2 separate regions of the Mus musculus genome follow, and region 1 is linked to region 2. Evidence: chromatin contacts called from public promoter capture Hi-C data. All regions are on one chromosome and are shown on one strand. Each heading gives the region's core, a stretch centred on a gene start, on an enhancer-like site or on the middle of the called end of the contact. The rest is flanking DNA. Distances are from core to core; before and after follow the strand shown. Region 1 holds the start of Cfap97d1 (CFAP97 domain containing 1). Region 2 holds the start of 4930417O22Rik (RIKEN cDNA 4930417O22 gene).

What was found. Capture Hi-C pulls out chosen DNA fragments and counts their contacts.
Region 1: a contact with region 2 is called in a promoter capture Hi-C map of adipose tissue. The contact joins the promoter of Cfap97d1 here to the promoter of 4930417O22Rik in region 2. A contact is called at or near these places in 2 of 39 promoter capture datasets (embryonic stem cells and macrophages), 1 of 15 datasets of contacts at CTCF or cohesin (CD8 T cells), 1 of 484 Hi-C or Micro-C datasets (cranial neural crest), 4 of 115 datasets of contacts at active chromatin or transcription factors (the 230-238 cell line, embryonic stem cells and pancreatic cancer cells) and 3 of 9 other capture datasets (adipose tissue, liver and pancreatic islet).

Annotation. Positions count from the first base shown.
Region 1 is chr11:101,985,760-101,988,459 of GRCm38.p6, forward strand. Cfap97d1 (CFAP97 domain containing 1) reads left to right here and starts at 1,297. Exons shown (of 6, transcript NM_029287.1): 1 at 1,297-1,478; 2 at 2,188-2,258; 3 at 2,687-2,700. The coding sequence starts at 1,355. It also overlaps a transcript of Dusp3 not described here.
Region 2 is chr11:101,951,089-101,953,788 of GRCm38.p6, forward strand. 4930417O22Rik (RIKEN cDNA 4930417O22 gene) reads left to right here and starts at 1,333. Exons shown (of 4, transcript NR_045806.1): 1 at 1,333-1,391.

The sequences.
Region 1 (2,700 bases), core at 47-2,546, 35 kb after region 2:
TCAAATCCCAGCAACCACATGGTGGCTCACAACCACCCGTAATGAGATCTGACGCCCTCTTCTGGTGCGTCTGAAGACAGCTATAGTGTACTTATGTATAATAATAAATCTTTGGGCCAGAGCGAGTGGAGTTGACCTAAGTGAGCGGGTCATCTGTACAGCTATAGTGTACTCACATACTTAAAGTAAATAAATCTTTTTTTTAAAAATTTGCTGGAAAGATTCCAGAAACATTCAAGGGGTTGCGGAGGTTCCTGGGCTGGCAAGGTGCCCAGCATGCACAAAAACCTTAGTTCAGTTCCCAGCGCGGAACATACAGGCGTAGCGGTTGCAGAAGCAATTGACAGATGTTGAGCACTCACTGGGGGCCTGCGCCCTGGGCTGTGGGCTCTGGGCTAGTGTGGGGGTAAATCTTCCTCCACAGGTTCCTTTACAGCTGTTCCTGGGGTAGCTGCCATCTCACTGTGAGCCACATGGTGTCAGTAGCGAGTTTCCACTGAGAGCAAAGAGCACAAAAAGCGTCTCTCCAGTTGCCAGGGAAAATGGCCCGGTCCCTAACGCCAAAGGGGCAAATACAGTCTCCCCAGTGTGTCTCCTATTAAGATTTGTTTTCTTTATGGTTTTGTTTGTTTTACTTCATACTTTCGTTTTTTGAGGTCGGGTCTCATGTAGCCCAGGCTGGCTTTGCAGTATATAACCAAGGATAACTTTGAATTCCATCTGCCTGCTTCCATTTCCCAAGTGCTGGTATTGCGAGCCTGTGGCACTGCTCTGGGTTACACTAACTACACTTTTGAGTGTTTCGCTTTCCCAGAAAAACTTATGGTTTCAGACCTTCAGGGAAACCTCGCAGGGAACTGTGACTTCTTAGCTCATAGCTCAAACGGCAGAATGAGAGTTAGAGTCCCACCCCAACCTCCCTTTGTGAGCCTCTGCCTGTGCCAGGCAGGGAAGGGATATCATGCCTTTCTTTTCTCCTCCAGCCTTGGAAACATCTACTTCCCAGGCACGTGAGGAACTTCAAAGCCCCCTTTCCTTCCTCCTGACATGGTCCTGACTTATCACAGAATCACCATTGCTTTAGGAGAGAAGAGAAGAGCCACTTACCTTGACCGAATCATAACACAGAGAATATAAATACCGGATTGTCCCGCACCCCATCACCATATATAAATTTTAGAAAACTTTTAGAAAGTGCCCAGAGACAACTAAACATGCTCATCTCCTCTTCCTCCGCTGAGACTTGTCCCTGATGTCATAACTGGGTAACTATGACACCTTGTCATGGGGAGAGCTAAGTGCCTCACAGAGAAGCCAAGGTGTCTCATTTCTGAAGCTAGACTAGGAGGAGAAAATGAACAATTCCTTGGATTATTTGGCCTACCCTGTAATCGTTTCTAATCACAGGCAAAGCACAACCTTTAGGAAGAAACTGGACTTTGGCCACTACATATTGCACAAAAATAGAGTACAAATAGGTAAGTGGGCAGCTGGCGCTGGCCTTTGTCACCATTTGGAGTTCTAGAAGCCTCCATCAAAAAGGGTATTAAGAGGAAACTACGCAAACCCTAGCTGTGGGGTGACGTGGGACACAATGGTCGGCGGCAGGCTTTTGTCTTCTGCCTGAGCATTCGTGTGCTGGAAAGAATTCAAATTTTAAAAACTCTTTAGTGCCAAAGTTAGAAAATAAGAGCTCAGTGCCCAATAGACTCTCTAGGAATGTTACGAAGTGGATGGGGAAAAGATGCCATCGGATTGAAGGGAAGTTTGTCCTTATGGATTTTGAGAGAGGGGCTCACGTAGTCCAGGGGGGCCAGGAGCTGGCTGAGGGTCAAAGATGACCTTGAACTCCTAGCCCTCTGTCAGCTACTACCGCTGGAGTTGCTGAATTATGGTCTGCACATCACCACTTGATTTAGGCAGTGCTGGGCACCAAACCCAGGGTCTCTGGTGCGGTGAGCTGGCATTCTACCGGCCCTGTCCATCTTGATAGATTATCAGCCCTTTGTCTTCTCTGTCCGAGTCCTCCAGAGATGGCAGGAGGGAAACATTAAACCTAGTTGAAGTTGCTAGGCTAGATCTCTGTCAAAATTCAAGTGCGGGATGCTCAGTGGTTGGGGTCGGGTTGCCTGGTGGGTTTCTAAAGCTGCCAGGACCCTACCATGTAACAATGTTTTTCCCCTCTAGTGAAGCCTGCCGTCGATACCAAACCTCCAATGGCACACACACATTACATTTTAAAATTGAGCAAAATCCAGGTATTCTTGCCACCCGTGGCTGTATTTTATTGATTCTCCCTCTCCCCCCAACCCCCATTTTTCGAGACAGGGTTTCTCCGTGTAGCCCTGGCAGTCCTGGAACTCACTCTGTCGACCAGGCTGGCCTCTAACTCAGAAATCCACCTGCCTCTGCCTCCCAAGTGCTGGGATTAAAGGCGTGTGCTACCACTGCCCAGCTTTTAACTTTGTCCTTAAGAGACACTCATTTCCCCAGAGCCTTCTAAATACCCACCAACCTAAAGATTCATTAACATTCCTCCCCCATAGTCACTCCTTAAGCTCTGTCTGGGCTCCACCAGGCCTCTCAACAATGCCCCCTTTCCCTCAAAGTCCCAGAGGAGGGTATTGCATGTCACTATGTGGAGGCAGCATGGGAGTGATGTCACTGTGGTGGGGTTTCTTGCCAGGGTGAACAAAAGAG
Region 2 (2,700 bases), core at 83-2,582:
AAAACACACACACACACCACCACCACCACCACCACCACCACCACCACCACCACCAGCACCACCAGCACCACCAGCACCACTGCCACCCAGACACAGCTCAGTCAGGGCCAGCTGATGTGGTAGGGCTGCCTCAGAACCCAGCTGGAGTGTGATTTTAAATTCAGCTTCCTGGACTCAGCTTCGGAACTGCCTGTCAGAATCCGGGGAGCAAAGCAAAGGCCTGGAAATGTGAATTCATCCCAGCTCCCCTGCTGACTCTGAGGTACCCCAAACTGCTAATTTCATTGGCTTCCTTGTAATCGTTTGACCAAGACATTAGAGGTCAGGAGAAGGGAGAAAGAAGGTGGTAGATTCAGGAGGGAAATGGAGAGAATGAAGGAGATTTCTAGGACATAGAAGCCAGACTGGGCCTGTGCTGGTTGGAGAACCAGAGGCTAGGCTGAAGGTTTGCAGGGCTGGGTAGCATGGAGGAGCTGTGGTGAAGCCAGGGTCCAGGGTACAGCACCAGAGAGGTTGGACTACTTAGCTGGCCGGATGAACAGAAGCAGGGGTGGGTGGGTGAATAAACTGGTCCCACGGTGACTTTGTAGTGTGTGTCTTTATCTCCCTAGAGAGAAAGAAAAGGGCAGGGGAAGAAATTTAGAGGGAGTTTATGAATGACGGAGATTTAAAGAAAAGCCTTTGCTGGAAAAGGCATGCAAAGTACAGAGGAGTCAAGATGAAGAAATAGAAGAAGTTGAAGCCTTAGTGGGGGTGACAAGAGCGTAGCCAGGAGACTAAGGAGAGGGAATGTTGGTGTATGTATGTATGTGTGTATGTATTTATTTTTTTATGTATGTATTTGTGGAGGGTGTTCAGGTGTGTGCATGTGTTTGCCTGTGTGTGGATGTATGTGCATGTGTGTATTTGTGTGTGTGGAGACAAGAGGTTGACCTTTGATGTTCCATCTTGTTTCTTGAGACAGGGTCTCTCACTGATTACTAATTAGGCTGGGCTGTCTGGCCAGGAGCTTTAAGATCTCTGCTCCCTGCCTTCCAGGTGCTGGAAATACATCCATGTGCTGGGAATTGAACTCCAGTTCTCACGATTTTGCAGCAAGCATATTACCAACCAAGCCATCCCGCAGGACTCAGTGAGCTCATATTTAAATGACACCTTGGTGGCCATGGTAACAGTGGTAGCGGAGTGACCAATGGCCCACCTGCCAAGACTACGGTGCTGCTTTCTAGGAACTAAAAGGGCAAGGTGGATGAGGGCGGAAACCGGATGGATGAGGACTAGTGGGCAGAGACAGCGGATAAGGGACCAGGTGGAAGCTAACTAAACCGGAAGTGGAATCTTTTCCTGAAGGGAGGGCTAGATGACTCCCTGAAGAGCCTTCCCTATCCCAGGTATGGATGACATTTTAAAGAGTCACCCGGCGCACACCATCATCAAAAGTTGGCAACTTCGTTTTACCTCCGGGTCTCCTTTCCGAAAGGAAAAGGCACCGGGGCTGGCAGAGAGCATGTAACTTAGACCGCCATCCCTGGTTTCGTGCCGGCACACGGTCCAGCCACATTTTTAGAAAAACGTTCCCTTTTAAATTTGACTTGTCTTACTTAGCCAGATTGACAGGGCGGGGGTGGATAAGTCCCTATGAATAGTGAGCACACGTGAATGAGGAGACTCATTATCTTAAATTGAGACTGGTTTCTAAGAAAAAGAGAAAGGGGAAAAAGTCACTGGGCCGACAGCTTCCCCCCTTCCCCCAGCCCGTAGAGGACCAGGGCTTTGCCACCCTCCTCCCTGTGAGTACACAGACTCCACTGGGCCCCAGCAAGAGGAAGGAAACAGACAGAGGGAGGAAATCAAGAGATTAGAGAAGTTGACAGACGGAAATAGCGACTCAGGAGCCGCGCTGTCCCGGCCTCGTTCCCCAGGGAGCCTTTTGTACCACGGAATCTAGTTGCCTGAATGAAAAATGATATCATTTATTTCTTTTGTCCAGGTTGCACTGTTTTCTGCAGACACAGAAATAACCTAACACCGCAACACCCGACTGTTGGCCAAGTGATAGAGTTATCTGTCATCTTGGCCCTCAATAATGTCCTGAATAAACAACCACAGGCTTGGTGTTCTAGGGAGGGGCCCTGCTCCCCCATCCCCGTGATGACTCTGCAAAGAGGCTTGAATGAGCAGCTGGCCGAAGCCAGTGCTGCTAGCTTGAGAAGGAGGGTGACTTTGTAGATCACCAGCAACACGTGCATTCAGTCCACAAACACTTGCAAACTCTGACTCTGGCCAAACTTAGTGCAAAAGGCTTGCAACTACAGATGTGCAGAGATGGCTGTGTGTTGGCCAGAAGTCAATATCAGATATCCTCCCGGGTCACTCACCATATTGTCTTTTCAGACAGAGTTTCTCACAGAACCTGGAATTCAAACTCCAGGGCTCCACCTGTCTCTGCCCCTGAGGCCCAGTACTAGGAGTTACAGATGTGTGTCAACGGGCCTTGTTGTTACATAAATACTGGCAACCTAAAAGCTTGGCTTGAAGTTTATCTTTTAGATAATAGGGCACTGTGGTTTGAACAGGGAAGGGAAGTGGTTTTGTATTAGAACTGCCTTGGTTCATTTTCGGTGGTTAACTACCTGAGGCTAGTTAATTTATTTAGAGGTGTGCTTTTTTTGCTCACGACTCTGGAAGCCTAAGAAGATT